Linked DNA regions of Zea mays: all the other regions are linked to region 3. Evidence: chromatin contacts called from public Hi-C data. All regions are on one chromosome and are shown on one strand. Each heading gives the region's core, a stretch centred on a gene start, on an enhancer-like site or on the middle of the called end of the contact. The rest is flanking DNA. Distances are from core to core; before and after follow the strand shown.

Region 1 (4,116 bases), core at 1,242-3,741, 510 kb before region 3:
TTCCTTCTAACACCATTTACTCCACCTTTTCATGTAGTACCAAGACCATATCCCTTAAACAAACTTGTACCCTAATAGCTACTCTACAACTTTGTTACAAGGAGTATGGCTTAATACTTCATAAATCAGACACAAAGGAGCTCCCAAAGTTGCTAAAAACACATAACTTCAGGCTTTGAAAATAAACTAAGTCCAGAATTCTAGAGTAAGGCATAGTACCATTGAACCAATTTTTCTACCAATTCCACACAGCTTTAGGGTTGAACAATTTAATCAAACTTGTGCACCAAGTGTAGCCCCACAGCTTTGTCATAGTGACCCTCCTCAAACTGTCCATGGATTGAAAATTATTAAGGCCTAAATATAGGTAGGTAGTAATAATTTTAGGATTCAAAAATTTAGGTCCAGACTAAATTGTGAGCTTTTCTCTACTTTTTGTTTTTAAACTTGGTATTCTCCACATATGAAAGTTGTTTGGTATGGAAACTTTATAAGTTTCATATTTTGACTTTTGGCCAAACGCTGCAAGATCATAATTTCCATTGTTGAGGTTAAGATTAAAGTTTCTCCCACTAGGTCTTCTGCTATCCACTGATTAAGACATTAGGTTTAAATTATTTTTAATCCCGGTGAATGCATTCTAGGTGTATTACAACACAACCCACAACCATGTCAATGCACATGATGTCATGCCAAGTTTTAGTTCTAGTAACACCAGGGGTGTTACATCCTTTCCTCCTAAAAGGAATCTCGTCCCGAGATTAAAGCTCGAGGCTAAGTAATGGAAAGGAAATGCATCACAATCTTTTTTTCTTATTTTCCAAGTTAAGTGATTACCTTTCTCTAGATTTACCTGGTCTAGTTCAATCAGTTGGCCTAGTCCAGCTTTCTTTTACATCATGTAGCCTTGTTTCATTTCTTATCTACGACGAGGGTTGAAGATCCAGTCTTCATATCCGAGAAGTACGGCGATCCGAATCGATTAATACCTAGCTGGGGATCTCCAACCACACGATATATGTAGCACTTAACCCTGGCTTATGTCAACTCACACTCGGGTTTCTCAAGACCAGAGCGGGTTCACGTGACCCGAGAGCACAGTACCCCACCATTTAGCCACTTGCTAGGTGGGAACACGTTACTCCCACCATCTCTCCACTCCCAGTGCGTGCGAGTTGTTCTTGTATTGGTCCGACCGAGGCTAAGATTTCCCATGATGAGGCATGTGGCTAGTTAAAGGGTCCTAGATCAGCAGGCCAACAATCGTTGCGGTCCTTAAGTGACACAGACGGGCGACCTTTCCAGCTCAACGTCTGGTCTCAAATAAAACTATTTCTGAAAACTTGGTACCTGTCAGAGATACCCTGCTGAAATGATGAAGTCATCAAGGCCTTTGATACCTTCATCACTCTAGTCCCTTTTTCTTTGTAAAAACATGATTCATATCTCAAAACATTTTGTTCCTAGTCTATAAGCATAATAAGCACATCTAGCTTTTCAAATCAGGTATCACGAATGATAATCCATAGTTCAAGGAAGTATGCAACAAAGTTTAATCATTCAACTCTTACCACCTAATGCAGCATATAAGTGATAAAAGTTTTATAACAACAAGGAGGTGGTAAATGCACTGGAGCTTGCCTTGATGAGGAGATGAGTCAGGCTCTTCTACTAGGATATTGCAGTTGGCAGCAAACCCTACTGGAGCACCCTCGAGAGTACCTTCAGGAACAACCTCAGTTGGAGAAGTTTCAGATGTAGGAACAGGCTCCTCTTCCACTTCCACTTCAAATTCTTCTTCTCGGTGCTCTACAAGTCAATATCAAGTATATGAATGCTCATGTAATGATATGCTATGCAAACTCTTACTCAGGGAGAGGTGGAAAGCTTAAATGCTCGTAATTAAACATTTAGTGATTATACTTATAGTTCTAGGTTACCTAATGTTGGCTTAACGCGATCAAACTAAATTTTCCTCAGAAAATCAGAGAATACATATTTTAAAGCTTGTCAACCTTGCTGTTTAATATTTTGTATGATTTAAGTTTTATTTAACCTTATAGTAATTCAAGGTTTAGAGTTCTAATTACCCATTTTTAGATAGTTTATGGTTCTCTAAGCAAATCGACTCCAAACAGGCTTAGATTTTTACCAGAAGCTACTCTAAGGAAAACTAATTTTTCCACAAATTTTTATGATTTTTGAATCTATGTTTTTATTTCTAAAATTCTTTTAGGCTTCTTAAGGGTACTTTAAAATGATTAAGAATTTACTAGTTGCTGAAAAAATCCTAAGAATAAATTTTAATAGAACTACATAATTTCTTGGATTCTACAAAATTGGTTTGGTAATTTTTGCAGTTTTCTACAATTTATGATGAATTCTGTAACCTGCTACCAAAAATAAAAAGGAAACTACCAATAGTACTGGGCCGAAACCGGTCCGAGAAGGCCCAGCACAGCCAGATATGGCGCCCTCGCACGAGGCACGTGCCTGCCGTTCCGCAGTTTTTCATTCAGACCCCCACTAAATCAATTAACCGAACAAGAGTCTCGTGCCCTATTCTGTTGTTTCACTAACATGTGCACCGAGGTCCTTTCCTTTTCGTTTATTCACAAACTCCGGTCCACGACCGTGGCTCCAGCGGCCCTAAGTCGAACACATGCTTGCGCGCTCGCAACTAGCCAACGGTGGCCGGCTCCGGCAAGGGTCAACACAACTATGTGTTATCCGAGCTCAGCCCAACATATCTCTTGAGTGAATCGGATTCAAATGACCTAAACCGCCCAGACCACAGTGACGGCGGAGACCTGAGCTCCGATGAGATAGACCGGAGTTTTTAACGCAGTAGCGTTCAACCCTTGGCTATGGAAAGTTTTAGCAATCTGTCAAGCATACGATGCTCACATTGGTTGGGTTAGGGAGGATCAGATTCAATCGGTCGACATGGAAGGTCTCCTCGACGGCGTTCACCGGATTGCTTGATGGTGTTCCGGTGAAACTACTACGGTAGAGTTCAAAAGGAAGATTTTGTGAGCAACACTATGACCCCTATGTCCTGAAATGTGAGCACATCGAACGTGTTACCTTCCCGAAAAGGTTGTCCACGGGGAGATGGGAGATTCGGTGGTGATGGTCACCACTGTTAGTGTCTGCACGACGTTCTGGCCTCCTCAACGAAACAGAGAGGTAGAGAGAGCTTGACGGTTTGTCTTAGATGCTGAGGGATGGCATGGCATAGGGCCTATTTGGTTCAGTTTTTTTTTCTGACCAGCTTTCCCGAGAATCTAGCTGTGGGAAGAATCTAGCAGTGTAGAGAATCTGAGTATCGTTAGGATTACGTGCGAAGGAAGATAAAATTGTTCATGAGGCTCAGGATCTATAAAGTGACGGATTACTACTATTGCGACGACTCAACCGATTATATGTTTATGTTGATTTTGAATGGTTTTTACCAAAACAAATTTTATAGAAGCTGGCTGAAAAGCTGAGTGTTTGGTAGTCCGCAGCAGCTTTTTGTGGCCAGAAGCTACAAAAAGTCGAAACAAACAGGGCGTAGTGAGCAGGCCAAGGGCTTAATTGAAATATATATACAGATTCAGTTTCCATCTCTTATCACCTCTTTGTTTAACTAGGGTCAAACACATGAGCTGCACTGGTTGGGGTTACACTGGGGGCTTTCACCGTGGCTAACTGGGGTTAAATTGTTCCTCTATATCAACTGCAGGCTTCCCATGCAGAGCCAAGCACATAGGAAACTTTACTTCTCCTTCTGTTGAATGTTGGACAGCAAGACAAATAGTGAAGCAACTGAGTCACTATGGCCAAGATTATTACCTCCTTGCTCTGATCCATGAAGTGGTAAAGCTGGGACAAGTTATCCCCCCTAGGCTACAAGTTCCTTTCGGTGCAATCACTAGAAACCTCCAGAGCACTGGTGGAGATGGATATGTTTCTCAGATTTCACAACCCTGAACTACTTCAGTCGACAGCAGTACCAACCTCATTCGCTCCTTTGCTCCCTTCTCCAAACAATGACAGACCTATATTACTGAAGCAATTTTGTTCCTTAACTATAGGTCTATAAGTTTACAATAGTTTTCCAGGGTCAAGGAT
Region 2 (4,057 bases), core at 549-3,048, 490 kb after region 3:
CTAGAGTCTAGAGTTCTGTTACAGCATAAAAAACCCTACGCGCCGTCGAACCCTTATTTAATAATCGGCTGGATTACTCTGTGCTGTTTACCCACGCCGGCCCAAAGACCTTTGGGTTGCGCTTCCTCAGCCTTTTGGCCCGACACGGCCCATCTCCTGCTGTTGCAGCCAAACCTTCTTTGTCATTTGCCGCACCGATGACTGCTTCCTCCGCTTCGCTGACAAAGTTGTTGTGTGTTGTAAGCTGTGAAAAAAATTGTTATAGGTTGTGAGTTGTTAAAAAGTTAAAAATCGTTTGGTGAAAACCATAAAAAACCGTTAAAAGTTTTTCGATATATGTTTTCACAGTTCTATCTGAAAACCACTAAAAACAGGTTCGGCAGTGCTTTCAATTTTGCACTGCGAAAAAAATCGGCTTTTACAAAAAACTACTTTATGAATCCAATCCTTTGGTTTGACTATTGGTTTTTATGGGACAAAAGTCAAAGCCAAAAGCAAACCAAATACATCCTCAGCTTATTAACCGACGACGGGAACGCTGAGCCGCTGCGATCACGCCGGCCGGTGCCCAGAAGCGGGGAGCCGAGCGGTTAGGCGGGGCCAGTCTAACGCTTACATTTATCTATATCCATATTTAAATTCCATCCTCTGAATAATGTATTCTAAACAAACAGTATTTTGAATAAACTATAGATAAATTATTGGACACGGTCTTACAATGACTGTACCGTGCGTTAACACGGTACGCAATCATATTTGTTGTGGGTGGGCATTGCGCAGCAAAAATTGTGGCCACTTCTGCAAACTTGCTTTTTTTCCCCTGATGTGATGTTTGGGAAAGTTGCTTCATAGCTATTATCCTCCCATCAGGTAGCTTACCCTGGAAAAAAGGAACATAGTTAATTATATGACTGACCATATACGTTTCTACAAATCTGCATTAATTACCAACATCTACAAGAAAATATTAGAAAATGCATTCGCAAGAGTAAATTGTGAGGAGTAACCTTGTAAACTGCTCCATATCCGCCTTCTCTAAGAATATTTTAGGAACTGAAATTATTATCTATAGCTAACTATAGTTTAGCATTACTGAAGATGTTTGACCTGTTAGTGTGTATATGCATAGTTCTCTTTTTGTTCTCCATAGAATCTAGGGTTCTTACTGTAAAGTTACCACATGTATTTTTGCCCTTTAAGCCCTCTAGAATATACAAGTTGTCATTCTCTTCATCCTAACATGATATATGTGATGAGCTTCTGCAAGACAGTGGTAAAAAAACCAGGGCTCTGGAGGCATTTATGACTTGACAGTAATTCCAACTTCATTTTCCTCTCTTAGTATCTTGTGTGACTCATGAAGTATAAGGCAATGCTGACTAGGCAATTCAGTTGTATACTGAATGAATATCGTCATCTAATGCTTGAGGTACACCAAGACTTCAGGGTTACTCTTTATTACTCTGTTGTTGATTTTCTTAGTGACTTGGTTTGTTTGATCTTCTAAGTTGTAACCCAAACGAAGGAATCGATCTATTTGTGAGTAGGCTAGCTGTTGGTTCAAGAGGGAAACCCTAAGCATGAGGGAAGGCATAAGTTACTGCAGGAAGAAAGAAGTCACCCGAGTCTCCTGAGACACCACAAGACCCATCTGGGAGGAAAAGACAAGAATGAAGTGCAGAAGAAGCAAAGCCCTAATCCTCTACATCTAATTTTCGCACTCCCATTTCCATCTGCAGTAGCTTATAGCTCTTTGCTCTACTTATATGGGAAGAGGATTCATACATCATCTTGGCTCAAGGATTACAAAGTGAGGAAAGAGCTCTGAAAAGGTAAATTTCCTATTCGTAATTTCATCAACTTGTTCTGTCACCAGAATTTCAAAGCAAACTGGAAGTCTTGTGAATACTTCATCAAACTTGCTCAATCTTGTGCTTTTCCATTGCTTGCACTTTATGGTTCTTGTGCCGATGCATTATAACCTGTAATATTTCAGGTTAGGTTTTGTTTCTAGCATACCTATTCTTCCATGTATAGTGATAAAAGCCAACATACTATTAGCATTAACACACACACAGGTCCTAGGTGCTTCACAGAACACATATGTTAGTTCTAATTTAAATTGTAGAGCATTATAGCTTTTATGTTAGACATAGAATCAAGATTTGCAAATTAAGCTCCTAGAATATAGCTTAAATTATGTAAGATCATTGGGGGGAGGGTAGGGCATTTAATCATTGGTAACTCTTTGATTTTTTCTGCTTACGCAACTGTTTGTTTAATTAATTGTTAGTTGTATGAAACATCTGCTTGAATTGAGCCAATAGTTTGACATTGCTATCTGTTTCCCTCATTATCTATTCCCTCTAGTTTTGCATTTGTAGCAATTGGTGAGCTCTTATTTTTGTTCATCTGTCTTCTAGTGATGGCTGTCCCACAAGTTGACAAGAAAATGCTTGGTGAACTTGAAGCCATGGGATTCCCAACTGCACGTTCAGTTAGGGCACTCCATTTTTCAGGTATGCCTTTTCAAACAAACTTGCTAGGTACAGGTTTGCATTACAATGTTTTTCTTTGCCAAAGACAGATCGATAATACACAAAATAGAAACTACACGACAGTTGGTCCCTTCTATGGTTGCGAAGTGTTTTTTTGTATTTGTGCCCATCCTTCCATGGTTTGTGTGTTATCCCTATTCACTGATGGCATTGCAGTTGATAGATATGCCATTTCGTAAAAATGCAAATTATACAAAGCTCCAGCAACATATTTATTATAGATATTCAGTATATTATTTATTTAGCATGTAGTTCAATAAATTGGAGAGATAATAATATGTCTTGTTCAGGTAATTCCAATCTTGAATCTGCTGTAAACTGGCTTCTGGAACATGAAAGTGACCCAGATATTGATCGGCTACCACTGGTAGGTGATTTCTTAACAAGGGATGTTCTTTATTAGCTGAAGTCCTTTCTCATGAGCACTATTCTGTGTTCTGATACTATTCTCGAGGTGTTGGTGGGGCTATAAGAAGTTTTCACTTCATGCAATTTGAATGTCCCTTAAAAAAATTGGTCGGAGATTATAGCTTGGAACCTTCCAAATGTTGTTAATATGAACCTGTGAAGCAACTGCCATCATAATACTTGACACTATAATACTACATTTATATTTCCGAATCAGGTAGTATAATCATGTGAACATTACTGTTGTAATGTCACTACATTGAAACAATTTGTTTTGATCCTTCCCTTGTATGGTCTAGATTCCAAGAGAAATAAGCATTGAATGCGGTGACACATCAGATGAAGTAAGAAATGACGTTGAAGGAATGAGGTTTGTTTCTGTTCCTTAAATGATTTCATAGATGATTTGCTAGAGAAATGTCATAGTACCATTTCAGTGGGGGGGGAAAATCAAATCCTGAGTAAGATTGTTAAATATCTACCTCAATTGAGGAATCAGCAATCTATAGCATATTTTGTATGGATGCAGTGTCACTGTGTGATGTCATAGCTTACAGTTCTGAGTCTTTGCCACCTCAAGGTAAAAACTTTATTTTTCCTTCTTCTGGATTTCAGATAACCTTTTTATCAAGGGACATTCCCTTTTTTTTTTAATGAAACGGTTATGTGTGTGTGTGTGTTTGGGGGTGGGGGGGGCACCTGTCCTTCAACCGGCCTGTTTACAAAGGCAAGTTAAATGCTTGTGTTTCTCAGTAGTCAACAAATGATTTATGAAAAAAAAATCTCGGTGACAGAATGCATGTACTGATCGGCATTTCTGTTGCTTGATTTATGAAAAAAATCTCGGTGATTTATAAAATGTAATGGATGATACTTGTCTTGCAGGGATACTGTGCAGGAGCAGAAACCTAAAGAACACACTGAAACTGGGAGACAGAATGTACTTAGTTTCTTCTTATTAGATGTATCAAATATTTCCTTTAAAACTTCATACCATGCATACTGAGTGGCATGGGCTACAAATTTCTCCTAAACTAGGAGACATCCCAGTTGGAACGAGAACCAAATGCAGATGGACAGGAGGAAGAAGA
Region 3 (3,976 bases), core at 1,279-3,778:
ACTATAAAGAATAAGGTGGTGATGGTCATTTCACAAACCAATTAAAAAAATAAAAGTGAAAAGATGATAGATTAGCTCGTTCTTCAGACCAAACACTCTAAAGGTAGACTATGGTTTATTTTCATCCAGAGAGGAAATGAAGAAAAGAGAAACGAGAGAGAATGATGAAGAAATAAAAAAAAGTCAGAGAAGAGTAGCCCTCATCGGCAAAGTAGCCAATATGAGTTTTCACAGTTTTTTTTTTTCTTAACTTTAGATATGAGCTTGTTTCAACTATCTTCTGCAAAGCACGCCCCAGTGCTCCCCACTGCCTCCTTCCGCTCACGTATATAGACGGCAAGCAATTTCAGCGCAGTACCCGTTCATAAGAAGTAAGTTTTAAAAAAGTTGAAGCATGATCATGGTTGATCGAAGCAAGCATCAGAGTTATCTTGATAACATCGAGTTCCAGGGAACCCAATCATCGGCGTGTTATAAAAGCGGTAGAACGTTACTATGTACGCAAATCCAGGTCAGAGACATTGTGGACACCAGATTTCTTGAACATGTTAGGAAGGTAATGCCTTCTTTCTCGTCAGAACCATAACCGATGTTGGGCAACAAAGCTGACCTTCTGAACTTCCTTCTGACACAGGAGTCGACGCCCTTCGGCCTGCACCAGCTTGGAGCCACAAGTGTTTATTTAAGCATGAATCGACATGAACAGGAATGTAAAAGATGGCATGAAGTGTCAGCATTTTATCGCTCCTTGTGCACATGACCATGAATTGTTCTAAGGGCAAAGCTACTAAACCACAACAAACAGCCATATATTCTACTCTAAACATATGACAAATGGTGCAATGCACACAGGATGCAGGTGCCAGGGGGTGTTGGGGTATGTTCTTTGGGCACAAGACAGATGCTGTCAAATGTATTAGTTGGTGTTAACAGTTTAAAAAGTACATATAACGGGTGATGTCATCCTTGCAAATTTTCATGAAACAAAAGCAATAATAAAGCAGTAATATTGCAGTAGTGTATTGATCATGCAAGGATAAGCAAAAAAAAATGTTGTTCGTGTACACACCACACAGTGACTTACCACGTCTGTTTAGCCCGTTTAAATGGCTGTTTAGCATGAATAAATAGCTATACGGTACTGGCAAAAAAATCAGTTGATCATGCAGGAAAGCAACTATCATATCGTTGCAAAGTTTCATCGAAAGCAAAATGTGAAATCTAGTGCAACATAGTGCCACTAAAGAAATGCTACCTCAAGAAAGTTGCTTTGAAAGCAAAACAAGTTGTTTCCGAGAAAGGATCAGCCATAATGATGTGATCATGCAGAAACCATGGTTTTCTTAAGCGAGCGTCGGGCTAAAAATGTTGGGAGAAGTCTAGGCAAGCATTCATGCTCTGAATGAAGCCCACGCCTTTTTAATCCGACCCACTTCATGAAGCCATGAAGCAATTGATGTAGAAGAGTTTGCGAGAGCCACAGTGCTATACTTACGCAAGGGCTAGGGCCCTCTTCCTTTATCCCGATGCTCACTTAAGAAACATGTTTTCTACCTCAGACCTTTTACTGAGCCATCATATCCTTTTCTTTCAGAAACAATTATCGATAAAAAAGGTTAACTGAATAAAAGTCTGCAATTAAAGTTCCTAACTCTATTGCATGCAAGGTTCGTTCATGAAAACACCAGGTGTCCACAGCAAATTTGACTGTGCATGTGTATGCTACATGTGTAGATAGTTAGAATTACTTGTCTCTACTCAAACACAGATACTACGAGTACAGTGCTTTTATCCAGCGACTGTATCGTGCAAGAACAAAAACTAACAGATACTACGAGTACTGAACAATAACGCTTCCTCGCATAGACAGTTTAACAGCCATCTTCGCTATATTTCAAACCATAAGAAGTTACTCAACAAGGCTAAATCCCCATTAAAATTACTCGAACGACAGATGAAAACAGTAATCAAGATTCAGATTGATACGGTCTGCAACAAATACAACGGGCATCATTTCAGAATTCAGATAAGAATTATGGATAAGAACTCAAGGCATTCTTAGTCGTCGAGGTGAGGCCTCATGAGTCAGCAGCGGGCACCGCCATTTCTGCTCCACAGTTGCAAAGAAACAACACGAGTGCCAATTCGGAGCAAGAACTACGAAACCAGATGACAAACAAATTGCAAAGAAACAACACGATTGTCGATTCGGAGCAAGAACCACGAAACCAAATGACAATTAGCTACGAGCCTACGCGACGCTCTGTACCTTTGGAAACTCACAGAACCTACCCAAGGAGACTATGACGATGAGAGGAGGAAGAACGGCGCGACGGCGGCGGAGGGCATCGACGAGAAACAGATGGAAACCCTACGACCCTCCGCAATGCTAAAGCTGTGGGCTTTAATAGTACCAGCTCGAAGCAACTCAAGACCTACCAGCCCATGTGCATAGTTGGTCCCATTTCGTTAGCAGGCTATTTGCCAATACTATTTCGACCTAGGCCCAGCTAGCCGTTTGGAACGGTCCACGAATGTTAGCGCAGTGTGGCGACCGCAGTCCGCAGCCGAGGTGAGCCATGTCGGCGGCCGCCGTCCTGTGCCGCCTCGGCCTCCGCCTCCGCCGCCTCTCCACGCTCTCCGAACTCCCCGCGGTCGCGGCGGGAGCGCCGCAGCCGCAGCACCCGACCTCGAAGGACGCCTACTTCGCGGCGGTGCACCACCTCTCCACCATCGTGCGGCGGGACTTCTACCTGGAGCGCACCCTGAACCGCCTCCGCCTCCCGTCCCCGTTCCCCACCGACCTAGCGCTCCGCGTCATCCGCGCCGCCGCCCCCGCCGCGCCGCTCCACGCCACGCGCTTCCTTTCCTGGCTCCGCGCCAAGCCGTCCTTCGCCGCCTCAGCCGAGCACTTCGACGCGCTGCTCCTCCCACTCGCGCGCGCGCGGCTCTTCCCCCACCTCTGGTCCCTCGCCTCCGACATGCGAGGCCTCGGCCTCCCCCTCTCGCCGACCACCTTCTCCGCGGTCATCTCGTCCTACGGCCACTCCCGCCTCCCCGACCAGGCCGTCGAGGTGTTCAATCGCCTCCCTCGATTTGGCTGCCCGCAGACCACCGAGGTCTACAACGCCCTCCTCGACGCGCTCTGCGCCAACGGCAACTTCACCGGCGCCTACAAGCTGCTCCGCAGGATGGCGCGCAAGGGCGTTGCACCCGACCGCGCCACGTTCAGCACCCTCGTTGACTCCTGGTGCGCGGCGGGGAAGCTCCAGGAGGCGCAGGCGTTCCTCGATGACATGGCGGGCCGCGGGCTCCGCCCACCGGTGCGCGGCCGTGACCTCCTCGTCGACGGGCTCGTTCGCGCTGGGCATCTGGAGCAGGCCAAGGCCTTTGCCCTCCGTATGACCAAGGAAGGCATCCTCCCCGACGTTGCTACATTCAACTCCCTTGCCGAGGCGCTTTGCAATGCTGGAGACGTGGACTTCGCCGTGTCTCTTCTTGCTGATGCTTCCAGTCGAGGCCTGTGTCCAGACATCTCAACATACAAGGTGATGCTACCGGCTGTGGCCAAGGTTGGCAAAATTGAGGAGGCATTCCGGCTGTTCTATGCGGCTGTTGAGGATGGCCATCGTCCATTCCCGAGTCTATATGCGGCAATCATCAAGGCGCTTTGTAAGGCAGGACGCTTTGCAGATGCTTTCGCTTTCTTTGGTGATATGAAGACGAAGGGGCATCCACCGAATCGCCCTGTGTATGTGATGCTTGTCAAAATGTGCGTGAGGGGCGGTCGGTTTGTGGAAGCTGCAAACTACCTCGTTGAGATGAGTGAGGCAGGGTTCACACCCCGGGCACCGACCTTTAGTGCTGTAGTTGATGGCCTTCGACATTGTGGGAAGCATGACCTTGCCCGGAGATTGGAACAGCTTGAGGTGTCCCTGAAGGGAAATTAGATAGGGTTTGGTTCTGGAGTTAGTTA

The links. Hi-C and Micro-C count contacts between places; a contact is called where the count stands out from the background.
Region 1: a contact with region 3 is called in a Hi-C map of ear, with 2.0 times the contacts expected there. The contact joins the enhancer-like site here to the promoter of LOC100304439 in region 3. A contact is called at or near these places in 2 of 25 Hi-C or Micro-C datasets (ear and tassel).
Region 2: a Hi-C map of tassel shows a contact between it and region 3, with 4 times the contacts expected there. The contact joins the promoter of LOC100284470 here to the promoter of LOC100304439 in region 3. A contact is called at or near these places in 2 of 25 Hi-C or Micro-C datasets (ear and tassel).

What each region holds. Positions count from the first base shown.
Region 1 is chr4:44,784,845-44,788,960 of Zm-B73-REFERENCE-NAM-5.0, forward strand. No RefSeq gene overlaps it. Among protein-coding and RNA genes, the nearest start is that of LOC103653188, 58 kb to the left of the region's middle. Within about 2 kb of position 2,492, at least 16 of the 20 cell types and tissues checked have an H3K27ac peak or open chromatin away from gene starts, as enhancers often do. A contact at or near this core is called in ear and tassel, where this site is marked.
Region 2 is chr4:45,777,967-45,782,023 of Zm-B73-REFERENCE-NAM-5.0, forward strand. LOC100284470 (UBA/UBX 33.3 kDa protein) reads left to right here and starts at 1,799. Exons shown (of 12, transcript NM_001157365.2): 1 at 1,799-1,832; 2 at 2,424-2,519; 3 at 2,849-2,925; 4 at 3,266-3,336; 5 at 3,852-3,906; 6 at 4,005-4,057. The coding sequence starts at 2,426. It overlaps LOC103653200 (ubiquitin carboxyl-terminal hydrolase 1), which reads right to left. Exons shown (of 6, transcript XM_023302344.2): 5 at 718-880; 6 at 1-244.
Region 3 is chr4:45,290,717-45,294,692 of Zm-B73-REFERENCE-NAM-5.0, forward strand. It overlaps LOC100304439 (Pentatricopeptide repeat-containing protein mitochondrial), which reads left to right and starts at 2,529. Exons shown (of 1, transcript NM_001165872.2): 1 at 2,529-3,976. The coding sequence starts at 2,580. The coding sequence ends at 3,950.